Linked DNA regions of Gossypium hirsutum: region 1 is linked to region 2. Evidence: chromatin contacts called from public Hi-C data. All regions are on one chromosome and are shown on one strand. Each heading gives the region's core, a stretch centred on a gene start, on an enhancer-like site or on the middle of the called end of the contact. The rest is flanking DNA. Distances are from core to core; before and after follow the strand shown.

Region 1 (6,264 bases), core at 660-3,159, 200 kb before region 2:
TGTGTCCCATCTAGAGGTGATCATGGGCCGGGCCGGGCCGGATTCGGGCCGGGCCAAGATAAAATTTTAGGCCCGTCTACTAGGGCCCGGGCCTGGCCCGGCCTGAAATATGGGCCTAAAATTTTGTCCAAGCCCGGCCCGAAATAAAATTACTAAGCCCGGCCCGGCCCGGCCCATATTAAAATTTTTTTCTTATTTTATTAAATAAAAAAATTTAAAAATATAATAAATCAAATATATTTAAAAACATAAAAAAAATTAAAACAAATAAAAAGAATACTAAAATAATTCTTAAAATAATACACAAATTAACAATATAATAAAAATAGTTATATTAAAAATTTAAAATAATTTTAAAAAATAAAAAATATATATATTAATATATAATTCGGGCCGGGCCGGGCTGGGCCCGGGCCAAAAAGCTCTTACCCGAGGCCCAGCCCGTTTTCTAAATGGGTCTCGTTTTTTTGCCCAAGCCCGTTTTTCGGGCCTATATTTTTACCCAAACCCTCCCATTTTTTGGGCGGGCTTTCGGGTCGGGTCGGGCCGCCCGGCCCATGATCAGCTCTAGTCCCATCCCACATGGCCTTAGCATTTCCACACTGTCAGAGGACACAACCGTGTGACCTCAGTTTGCAGATTTTTCCCATCTTTTTATTTTTACTTCAAATTTATCCCTGTATGATACCAAGTTGGTTTTAAGCTTTCTTAAACTCGATATAAACTCGAAATTGATTGAATTACATGTTACACTTGATCATATTTGATGTAATGATTTTTTATTGAGATTTTGAATTATAAATTGCATGTGATTGTTTGGTATTTGTTCGTAGCATCCTATAGCTCGGGTTCAGTGACTGAATCGGGTAAAGGGTGTTACATAAATGGTATCTAAATATTAATTAGGTAAAAATAAAGTTAAATAATTATAATATCTAATATAAATTAAGTATTTAATTTATTTTTTATTTAAATTTTTGTAATTATTATCTTGAATTTAAAAATAACTTATTCAAAGTAAGCCCAACCCTCTATCAATAATTCTGGCTTCGCCCCCTTCATAAGAGCCCATTTTATACATTCTTTCTCAAATTGCCATAATCAGTTCATACACGAAAAAGTCAAAAGAAATAAAATACCTGTTCTTTTGGAAATAAAAAAAATCTAAAGATTATAAAAAACAAAAAATAAGGGGGAAATGTGCAAAGATAAAGACTTAATGAAGAGAGTGATCTAGATGAAGTATAGGAGTGAGATTGCAGTTTGGTGAGTATTTTGAGCTTGAATTGCATTATTTGTTCTTTTATAGTGGATTACTCTTTGAATAAGTCCCTGCAAATGCAAGAAATTTTCGAACTATGTAACCAAGCTTTTGAACGTAATTATTAGTAAATTTGTCCAGACGTAACTAAACAAAAATCTAAAAAGTGAATTCAATGATTTTCATTGTTTATAAAGCAAATAAAATTTCAAAAATAAAATCGTTTAAAAGCAAATAAAATGAAAATCATTATTTGAAAAAAAGAATTGAAGCAAAAATTGGAGAAACCCACGATGCATATATATTCAATTTCTGAATGGAGATGTGATAGGGATAATCGAATGCTTCGAATACTTTTTAACATAATGGTGTTGAGGATTGTGAGTTGTAATATGATGTTGGCCAACATTAGCAACTTAACTATAGCGATAGATTCCAGGGTCATTTCATTTATTTATCTCAATGAGTGGAAAAATGGATCAGAAGTATTTCATTCCTTTAGCTCCGCAACATGAAAACCACATAGCCCATAATTTTACTTGGAGCGTAACAATTTATATCGGCCTTAAGGCTTAAAATCCAAAATCATTTATATATGAAGAGTAGGCCCAGTTTTTTTTCTTTATTTCTTTTTTCTTTTTGGGTCTATTTAAGGACTGCCGTTTTATGTTTAGTACGAGGTGAGCGAAGAGACAGGGATGCGAGCTGGCTCAGCATTAACCCAAAAATAATAGGTGAAAATCGAATTTCATAGTTTATGTTTACTAAGAGCTTGATTTGATAAGTGATACAAATTTAATCATTAATTTTTTTTATTAGTCGTTAAATCGGTAAACATAAATAAATTTAATTATTATAGTAAATATATATTTTCTTCAAAAAAAGCAAGTGTATATCTTTGAAGGGGCATTTAGTCCATGAATTTTTATATTGTTAGTTGTAATGTAAGATTTTGGGGTTAACATTTATTTTGTTATTTTTTCATTTATTAATTTTCAATACAATGATTATCATCATTCAAATGTGTAAGATCTACTTTTGTAAGCAAGTCCTTGAAACATAGAAAAAACCTTCATCTATTTACATTCCTTTGTCTTTTGACACGCTTTCTCTCTATCTTTTGACACGCTTTCTGTTTTTCTAGAATTGTTCCTGTTTTATTTTTGCTGTTGGGGGTTGTCTACTATTTTCGTGTAGAAAGATAATGGAGGACTCAATTGCTGGGCTTTCATTGGATGATGAAGAGGACGAGACCCTTCAGTTGGAGGTGGAAGAGCCTAATCAAGAGATCTCGTATGAAAATTGTCTAGTTGGAGTTTTTCTTACTTCTAGTGTTGTGCATTTCCAAGCAATGATCGACTTTGGCGAGTGTTTGGCATCCTGTAGGGGGTGTTTCAATTTCAAATCTGGGAAGGGAACGCTATTTATTTTGTTTTTATTATGAAGTGGATGCTAAAAGGGTTATGAAGTCTGGACCATGGAACTTTAATTCTCACCTTCTTATTCTTTATCGATTGAAACCAAGAGAGGATCCTTTAGTTGTTCAGCTAAATTGGGTGGATTTTTAGGTACTTATATATGATCTTCCTCTTGGGTTAATGGCAGATTCTGTGGCGCACTGTTGGGGAATTTTATTGGGGTTTTTTGTGAATACGATACTACTGCTATTCAACTGGGGCATAAACGTATAATAAGAATCAGGGTGAAAATAGATGTTCGGAAGCCGCTGAAGAGAAAAAAGAGGATTGTGTTGAAGAATGGCGATTCAGTATTTGTCCGTTTTGAGTACGAAAAGTTGACCTTATTCTGTTTTCTATGTGGCAGATTGGGACATGGGGAAAGCTTTTGTCCGGTACGAGTTACACAATCACAGACAGAATATGTACGTAATTGGGATATTTCTCTATGTGCTCAATCAAGAAGGAGTCAGTCATGGAAAAGCAAATGGCTTGTGGAAGACGATGGAAGGAAATCTCCTAATTTTGGTAATACAATGTTAACAGGGGAAAGGAGAAATGAAGGGATTCTATCTTCAAATTACATTAATAAAGGTGGGAATTGGGGTTCAATCCCAAAAGTTCCTGTTTTTGTTGCTACTGAAGATAAAGGAAAGTCAACTGTTACTTTAGGCCCATTAAAAATGGGGAACAGGCCCAGACCAATATGGATTTCGATGAGGAAATGGTGACCCATAAGGAAGACAGCAATCCAATAATGTTCAGTGAGGGTCTTAAACGTCCCTGAGTACATGCTACTGTTTCACGAGTTTCTGGATACGAGGATTCAAATAAAACTTTTGGTACTTCTTTGCAGGTACAAAATAATACACGAGTGGCAGGCCTTACTAAGCAGGCCAGCCGAGAGTCATGAAACTCTTAAGCTGGAATGTTCGAGGTTTGGGGAGACCTCAAACTGTTAATCGTCTCTGACACATGTTGAGAGACATAAATCCCACGGTAGTTTTTTAATTGAAACAAAGCTGAAGGGAAGTAGGATGGAAAAAGTTAGGCGTAAGTGTGGTTTTTCTAATAGAATTAATCTGGATTCGTATGGTAGTAGCGGGGGCTTATCTTTGGGGTTGAATAGTGATTGTAAGATTACTCTTCGGTCTTTTTCAAGAAGACACATAGATGTCATGATTGAGGAAGATTTGGATGGGCAAACTTGGAGATGTACGGGGTTTTACGGTGCTCCGGTGGAGATAATGCGTAAAGTATCTTGGGATTTTTTACGCACTTTGAATGATTTTCCAAAAATTCCTTGGATTCTTTTAGGGGATTTTAATAAAATTGTATACTCAATGGAGAAGAAAGGAGGTCTCCCTAGAAGAGAAAGGCAAATGGGTCATTTTCGGGAAGTGATGGAGGACTGTGCTCTTACTGATATTGGTTACAGTGGTCAGTGGTTTACATGGGAAATAGGTCGCACAAATCTCAATAATATTCGAGAACGCCTTGATAGAGGAATTGCGAACTCTATTTGGTGGGACTCATTTCCCGATTTTAAGTTATATCATTTGCAGTATGCATTTTCAGATCATTGCCCTTTGCTGTTGAATACGACTATTGAGAACCAACACCCAAAGTAGTGGCATTTCAGATTTGAAGCTTCGTGGCTTATGGAGGAATCGTGCGAAAGGGAGGTTAGTAGAATTTGGGCTGAGAGTTCGGGGGATGTTCCAAGCAAGGTGAGAGCAATGGGAGTGGGTCTCGAAGGCTGGTTTTGGAGGATTAGGAAGCAGAAGTTTATCACGAAGAAGAAGTTGGAATGGCAGTTGTCTAAGTTGAATGAAGCTATTCCCACTGATGATATTTTGGGAGCTATAGTGGAGACCAAACTTGCACTTAACATGGAGGCGGATAGAGAGGAACTGTATTGGGAGCAGAGAGCGAGAGCGAACTGGTTGAAAAATGAGGATAGAAATACAAAATTTTTCCATCAGATGGCAACGGACCGTTGTCGAAGAAATAGGGTGGGGGAGTTGCTGGATGGTGAAAGTAATAGATATGAGAGTAATGCAGAATTATTAGAGCTGGCATCAAATTATTTTAATTCTTTATTTTTATCAAAAGGTGTTGGGGATCCTAGTTCAATTTTGGATTGGGTTGAACCGTGCATATCTCAACAGATGAACGGGAATCTTGAGAAGGTTTTTACGTATGAAGAGGTGTGTTCAACTTTAAAGGATATGAGCCCTTTAAAGGCTTCTGGGGAAGACGGTTTAGGGGCGATTTTTTATCAAAGGTTTTGGCACATTGTGGGCAGAGATGTTGCTGATTTCTGTATCGAAATGCTACAGGGGCGTCATGATATGGCTGTTATTAATGGTACAAGAATTGTTTTGATTCCCAGGGTTAGTTCCCCTCGTTACATGACTCATTTTAGGCCCATTAGTCTTTGTAATATTTTGTACAAGATTATTTCAAAGATGCTGGCAGATAGATTTCAAAAGATTCTCCACGTGTGTATTGACGAAGCACAGAGTGCTTTTCTTCTGGGAAGACTTATTACTGATAACATTATAGTTGTATACGAAATTTTGCACTCTATGAAGAAAAAGCGAGTAGGGCCTAAGGGTTCATTTGCTTTAAAACTTGATATGAGTAAAGCATATGATCGGGTTGAATGGTGCTTTGTGCAAGTTATGCTTAAAAGGATGGGTTTCTCGGATAGGTGGGTGGAGAATGTCAAGCGTTGTGTTACATCAGTTTCTTATTCTGTGGTTATGAATGGGGAGGTGGGCAATTTGTTTATCCTGAGAAGAGGTCTTCGCCAAGGGAATCCTATTAGTCCATATTTATTTCTCATTTGTGGCGAAAGGTTGTCGACTCTCCTCCGAATGACTGCCTCTAGAGGTGCTCTTAGTGGCTTTCGGGTAAATAGGTATGCCCCTCGAATCACCCATTTATTTTTTGCCGATGATAGCCTTATTTTTTGAGATGCAACAATTTTTGGGGCTAATGCGATCAAAGATACGTTAGAGGTTTATGCATAATGCTCTGGACAAGAAGTTAATTTCGATAAGTCGGGGATTTTTTTCAGTTCTAATGTTTATTAGAATAGAAGTGAGGATGTGTGTAGGGTTCTGGGAGTTGATTGGAATAATAACCCGGAGAAATATCTTGGTCTTCCTTCAATGGTGGGGCATAACAAACGAAGGGCGTTTAAGGAGCTTAAAGAAAATTAACTAAAAGAGTTTCAAATTAGAGCTCGAGATTGTTGTCTTTGAGAGGGAGGGAAGTACTAATAAGGGCTGTGCTTCAGGCTATTCCATTGTATACCATGAATTGTTTTTTGTTTCCATCGTTTGTGTGTAAGGAGTTGGAAGCGGTCGCAGCCCAGTTTTGGTAGCAAAAGAAGGCTGGGAGAAAAAGCATTCACTGGTGTTCGTGGAATGAGTTGTCTGTGCCGAAAGAGGATGGGGGATGTGGTTTCGAGATTTGTCCAAATTTAATATTGCTCTTCTTGCGAAACAGGGCTGGTGTATAATGGAGAATCCGAGT
Region 2 (7,246 bases), core at 861-3,360:
GCAAAGGGTCTTTTAAAAAGTGGATTGTGCTAAAGGGTTGGTAGGGGGTTCAAATATCTGTTTGGGATGATCTGTGGATACCGGAAGTCGATGCAAATAGATTAAGCAACATTAGCAATAATGAAGAACTCAAGTTAGTTTCGGATCTAATTGATGCTAGAAATAAAACTTGGAAGGCTGACTTAATCGCTAATACCTTTCATGCGGACATTCCACAGAAAATTTTGCAAATTCATTTGGTGAAAGCAGCACAAGACGATTTCCAAGTTTGGAGAGGAGAACCTTCTGGCGAATTCTCAGTCAAAAGCGTCATAAACTATTACAATAAACTAATTTGGGTCTTAGTGATAATTTAATACAAACCGAGATTAAGGATTTTTACAAGAAACTATGGAATTTACATCTTCCTTCAAAAATTACAATTACTATATAGAAAATCTCTTGGAACTATATTCCTACTCTAATAAATTTCAGGCATAAAAGAGTGTTAGTGAATGTTTCTTGTCCCCGGTGTCGCAGTTCGGAAGAGGACAGCAATCACATTTTTCGACACTGCCCTACAACAATAGAGGTATGGCAGAACTTAAATCTTTTTTGGATTTTTAATAATATGATTCAAAGTATTTGGGAGTGGCTTATTTGGGTATTCAATATAGGTACTAGTAAACAATGTCGACTCTTTTGTTGTGCATTATGGTTAATCTAGATTTCAAGAAATCAGTTAATACATGAAGGAAAAATCATGGCGAAAAGGGATTTTTCGAAACGAATCCAAAGTCATATGGTAGAGTTAAATGGTCTGGAGGAGAAGCCACTTACCTTAAGTGTTGATAGAGGGCACAGACAACTTGAAGGAAATATGAGGGTGACAATTTATTTTGATACAGCCTTTGACAGACGATCTTCCAAATTGGCTTCAAGACTGGTGGTTCGGGGCTTGATGGGCAAGATTTTAGCCTCGAAGATAGTCATACATAGCGCAATCTCATCTCCGTTTGCGGCAGAAGCACATGCAGGTTTGCAAGTTGTTCAATTAAGAATCTCAATGGGATTTAATTCATTAGAAATTATGGGGGATTCAAGAACAGTTATTAGAGATATTCAAAGCAAAAAGGTCCATTTTGAAGAAATTGATTTCTAGTTCATAGATCAGAAAATGAATGTGCCCATAATCTTGTGCACGAAGTGTTGAAAAATGGAGAGGGAAAGTACTTGTGGGAGCTGTACCGGATTACGTCTGTCGTGCACTGGAAGAAAGATGACCGAGACACCTAGATTGAGGCGGTTTCATGGAAGAACTACAAAGAAAATAGATTGCAGAAGAAAAAAAAATTTTGGAAACTATTGTGGTTTGAACTGCTGGGACAGAGATGTGAAGAGGCAACAAATTTATGGAGTCCAACTGTTGATGTTGACTGGATTAGGAATTAGGTTTCCTTTTTCTTTATTTTTTGTTTTTTGTTTTCTAGGCCTTTTTCTGTTATTACATTGTTGGCCGCCTACTCTTTACATTTAGTTTTGATTATTTCTCTTTTAGGATTAATTCCAGTGATTTTTGAGAACTAATTTAATGTTTTTTTTTGGTCTGTTTTTATGCTTTAATAAATATCCAGTCCGTTTACTCAAAAAAAATATAACATCTAAAAAAAGACAGAAAAATTAAATTAAAAAACTAAAATATAAATTTGGAAAGCTAAAAAAATAATTATGCAAAAACGAAATGGAGAAGAAACAAGGCGGCAAAACCAAACCCGAGGGTTGATATTGTGATTGACTGGGCTACTGGTGGGTCCCTTCTGACCACGGCATTCAAATCCCCAAAATTTCCATTTTGGAAACCGTTCTAGACGACCGCCTTTATTAAGGAACCCAAAAAATTACTAAGAAAAACAATAAAAGAAACTCCATTATGACCTAAGAATATTCTCCTCCAACGCGCCTGCATCTCCATCATTACTCACGCTCTCTCTTTTCTGTCTCTACTTCGGTCTCATTGTATATAATAGTGTCCCCCTTCTCCCCTCACCTCACCTCGAGTTCGCTCATTCGCGACTCTTCTTTCAAATACTCTCTACGAAAATAATATAAAGTAAAATTCATACCCACGGCATGGAAGATTCAAACAGCAAGAAGCGAGTTAGAGGTGACTCGGCCGAGTCTGACCTAGACTCACCTATGGTGAAGAGACTCAGAGACGATTTATTAGATCTCCTTGAGGACTCTGATTCTTTGCCTGTTAACCAAGACCTCGCATTGGTTATTAAGAGTTTCGAAGAGGAGATATTGGCAGCGTCATCAACTTCAAATGCAAAGGAGCCGCTGTTGAATCCGAAATCAGATTCCAGCGAACCTCAACCGGATCTTGTTTACCTTTTGGAGGCTTCCGATGATGATCTTGGTTTACCTCCTCCTATGGCTACCACAACTTCAAGTGACGAAATAAGGAGCGAGGTTACTGAGTTGCTGAGACTCGACACTGACTCGTCAGGAACCGGTGAGTTATTGGAATTTGGGGATCAGATCCCTAACTTTGACTTGTTCGGGTTCGGAATCGGAGATAACTACGGGGGTGGCCATGTGACGTATGGCGGATTGTTCGAATATCCCGATGTCTATTACGATTCGTCTGAGTTTTCTGCATTGTTGTGGCGGCCGGAAACTCTGTCGGCGGAATAAAAATTCAACCTAAAAACAAAGGAAAAAGGCAAAATTAAACCTAACGAAACCAAACATAGTTGGGGGGTTTCAAAGGAAGACAAGGCATAGCCGATCTGTAAATTCATTAAATCTTTTTGGGTTTGTCTCAGTATTTTTTAGTATTTGATTAAAAGAAGTTAAATGTACAATCAGGATTAGAAATTTGAAATGAAAAGATACGTTTTAATGGAATGAATGATGTTTTCGCTCCATAGCTTAGTAACAAATTGAAGTGGTTTCCCTTTTTTCATGAGTAGAAAATGAAAAGAAGAATAAAAATGGTGGATGAGGAATACAATTTTAGTTTCCCTCAGACCTGAATCAGATACTAATAATAGATTCTCGACTTTGATAAGGGCGTTGTGCTGTGTGTGGTCCCACTATGTGGGAGCCCACTTCTACGTGTGCCTTTCGTATAAGGTTGCTAAAACAAAAAAGTGTGTTGCAAGTCAGAAAAGAAAAACAAAAAAATGTGAGGGAAAATATTTTTCTTTAATAAATATCAACCTTCCTTTTGGGGTTTGTGTACTTCAATTTTCGTTTTGGGTGTAGTTTTGGGTTTTTGGCTTTCAAATTCCGTCCTTTTTAGATGATATTATCAAAATTTTTTTAAAAGATTGCTTAGGATTATTTATTGATAGTTTTATTTGAGTTGTATAGTTTTTATTATGGTTTGTTTGTAATGTTGTAGTAAGACTTTGATTATAATGAAATTCTTTTTAGACTTTTAAAGTTATGTGGTTTTTACCCTTTACTTAAGGGGTTTTTCACATAAAAATTACGTGTCTCGATTTATTATTTTTTCTTGTGATACTATGGTTTGTTTGCATCAATTATTGATATATTGTGTTATTGGGTTTACTATAATTATCAAATTCATTTTTCAGGAGTGAAAGAATACTAATTCTGCTTCTGTAGTATTTTATCGGGTTTGGTTTCGTCCCAAAAAATTGGTGTCAAGAGCTAAGTTGGTTCTCATGTTCAGTAATCATGGAAATTAACACTAGTAAGATGATTATGCTGAATGACACAAATTATTAACTTTGGCCAAATAAGATGAAAGATCTTCTATTTGTGAATGTAACACTTGAGTATCTCTATTGAATCAATTGGGGGATTAAAAAATTTGAGTGATCAAATTACGATAAGTTGGATCTTAATCTTGATTCAGTTACGATGGAACTGACTGGTTCTAAAGTGGGAGACAAAATTATTAATGATGAATTGTAGAGACAATCAATGAAAATCCTGCTAAAGGTGTAGATATATATAGGGGGAGACAAAATTATCTCAATTCTATTTACCAAAATTTCACTTTAAAGTATCTTATTCTTCAGTCGCTCTAAAGAAGAAAATTTAGCTAAAGAAAGCTCTGCATGCCGTATATAACACCCCATACCTAGTCCGATCGCTGGACCCGGGTTATAAGGTGCTACAAACAAATTCAGTACATTTGATTACATTTCATAGTTCAAATATCAATTCAATATCAATATATTCATATATAATTAAGTACAATATGCAATTAAATCAATTTTGGGTTTATATCGAGCTTAGAAAGCTTAAAACCAACCCGATATCAATCAGGGATCAAATCGGAATAAAAATAAAAAAATAGGAAATTTTACAAACAGGGGTTATGTAACACCCCTTACCCGTATTCAATGCCAAAACAGGATACGAGGCATTACCGGACTTACAAAGCAAGCAAACATACAATTTCGGGTCATAAATTTTCATCCAAATTAAAACCATTCGCATTCAATCACTAAGTCCCTAATATGAGCCTACGAGGCTTGAAACATACTTTTGAAGTGATTTGGGACTAAACCGAACACTTAAGAAAATTTTACAAAACTTAGAAAATTTTTGCTATGAACAGGGGTCACACACCCGTGTGGGCAGGCCGTGTGGTCACACACGCCCGTGTCCTTAACCTGTGTAACTCTCTGTTTTGTAATGCATGAACAAATTGATGTCACACAGCCAAGTCACACGCCTGTGTACTAGACCGTGTGATTAATTTAATTTTCATAAAATAGGTGCAGACTTCACACAGTCGGGACACACAATCGTGCTTAAGACCGTGTCCCTCACACGGCTGAGACACACGCCCGTGTCTCTATCCGTGTGCTCAATCCTGAGCATTCTGCTTTTCAAAATTAAGGTGTAGGGGACACACGACCAGAACACATGCCCATGGGGCAGACCGTATGTCACACACGGCTTAGACATACGCCCGTGTGTCTACCCGTGTGGACAAAATAAAGGCTATTTACCAAGCCATTTATCACCCTCCTTTACACCTACACATACACAAGTTCAATGGCATAATCCATGGCATGTTTAAGCAACCAAAACATCCATAAACAAGGCTAAATCATATCATTCATTACCAACACTTAACATATTTACTGTAGCATAATTTACCAAATTAATTCATACCAAACTCACATTCACAAGTATCAACATGAATACTTCCATCATGCATAATTTACCTTGTGTCACACACGGCCTAGAAACAAGCCCGTATGCCTACCCGGGTTGACAATATAAGGCTATTTACCAAGTCTCATTGCCACCCTTACATATGTAGTTCTATACAAATACCAACCAATACCAAAACAAGCATAATTCCTATAACCAAATTAGCTACAATAGACATTCATTCAACCATGATAATGCATATTTTGTAAATTCAAAATGAATGTTAGCTGTCATTCAAAGTTTAATACAAATTGAAGGGTTTCCAACCTAAGCCAATACATATGGCCAAACCTTAATGACACAAAATAATAAAGTCTAAGTCCTATACATGCCATATTCAAAAATATAAGTCCAACTATACCGAATGCTTTAGTTGATAGTGTGATCGATATCTCTGACTTTTAGTGATCCTTGAGCTAGTTAGGCGGCACTGTAAGGAAATGAAAAGGGAAGGGAGTAAGCATAACAGCTTAGTAAGTTGCATATAAGTAAGTATACAACAACAATTTATCAATAATCAACACGCTCATAACACCAAGTAGGCATAAGCATAACTTACTCATTACCATCCATACAAGTCACATATTATATATTGAGCTCATATCTCATACGTACCAATTAGGTACCTATACCACTCACAACATGGTTATACTTTCCTCATTAACTTAAGAACATAACTTTCACTGTTGAACCATTCGGAATACTATCGGATATTACATAAGCCTCAAGCATAGGGTAAGGTGCCGATGCCATGTCCTAGACACGGTCTTATACTGGCTCATATCTCAAGTTGATGCCATGTCACAGGCATGGTCTTACATTGATTATCATCTCGTAGCCGATGCATGTCCCAGACATGTCTTACACTAGCTTATGTCTCGATGCCATTGCATGTCCCAGACATGTCTTACACTAGCCCTTGTCTCAATGCCGATGCATGTCCCAGACATGGTCTTACATTGGCTCTCATAATGCGGCTGATACATGTCCCAGACATGTCTTACACTAGCTCACACACGAATGACTCAAATGTCAAGGCATGAATATTCGATTTACTTCCTAAGGTTCTAACGAAAATTTCACTATCTCATTTATCATTATACATTCTCAATTTCACTATCAAGCAATTTATACTGTAATAATTCAAGCACATATAATTAACAATGTAGTTGTATTATTTACATACAACTTACATCGGATTACAAAATGTGGCGACTAGCCGATTTAGTCGGTTTGCTTGGCTTTCCCCCGATCTAGGTTCGGACTCGGTATTTCTTGATATATAATAACAAAATGCACTTATTAAGTCACTTTATCAACCTAAGCACTCAAAAATTCACAATTGGGCTAAATGACCATTTTGCCCCTAGACTTTTACAAAATGCCATTTTACCCCTCGGCCCAAAAATTGATTTTTATCGAATTTATTTATTTCTCAAGACTAGCCGAACCTCTTTGACTCTTATAGCAACTCCAAATTCCCACTATTTCACACATTTTCTTCTATTTTACAACTTATGCAAAATGGTCCCTTTAGGTGTTTTCATGCTAACACATTTCACAAAAGTTGTTTATGTCACACCCAAGACTCATATTCTTCCATAAAATTTTAGAAAAAACCCTAGATGATCTCATGGAAAAACCCTAGACTATTAACCATTTTGCAAAATAGACCTCTCATTTGAAAGCTCATGCTTTAAGGGTCTCGAAAGTACAAAAATCATCAATAAAGGACGTGGAAATCACTTACTCGTGAGTGCTTCAAGTTGCTAAAAATTTTAAGCTTTTAAACCCCCTTCAATGGCTAATTTTTGGTAGAGAAAGAAGATGAAAAAGGGATGATATCATCATTTCTTTATTTATTTCTATTTTAGTAAAAAATAAGCCACCTAACTCACTAAATTTGAAAATTTTGTCTCTTCTTTGACTATATGGCCGGCTATGCTTTCTCTTAAGGGTCTAATTGCCCTTTAAAATCCCCCAATTTTGATTCTCTAATAAAATAACACCTTTAGCTATCAAATTAGGAATTTTTCATTTTATGCGATTTAGTCTTTTTTCC

Evidence for each region. Hi-C and Micro-C count contacts between places; a contact is called where the count stands out from the background.
Region 1: a Hi-C map of hypocotyl shows a contact between it and region 2, with 2.0 times the contacts expected there. The contact joins the enhancer-like site here to the promoter of LOC107894137 in region 2. A contact is called at or near these places in 2 of 34 Hi-C or Micro-C datasets (hypocotyl and leaf).

Annotation. Positions count from the first base shown.
Region 1 is chrA13:11,444,111-11,450,374 of Gossypium_hirsutum_v2.1, reverse strand. The region is part of intron 4 of LOC107894941; the gene reads right to left. Among protein-coding and RNA genes, the nearest start is that of LOC107894941, 4.8 kb to the right of the region's middle. Within about 2 kb of position 1,909, at least 1 of the 9 cell types and tissues checked has an H3K27ac peak or open chromatin away from gene starts, as enhancers often do. A contact at or near this core is called in hypocotyl, where this site is marked.
Region 2 is chrA13:11,245,646-11,252,891 of Gossypium_hirsutum_v2.1, reverse strand. LOC107894137 reads left to right here and starts at 2,110. Exons shown (of 1, transcript XM_016819356.2): 1 at 2,110-2,676. The coding sequence starts at 2,110. The coding sequence ends at 2,676.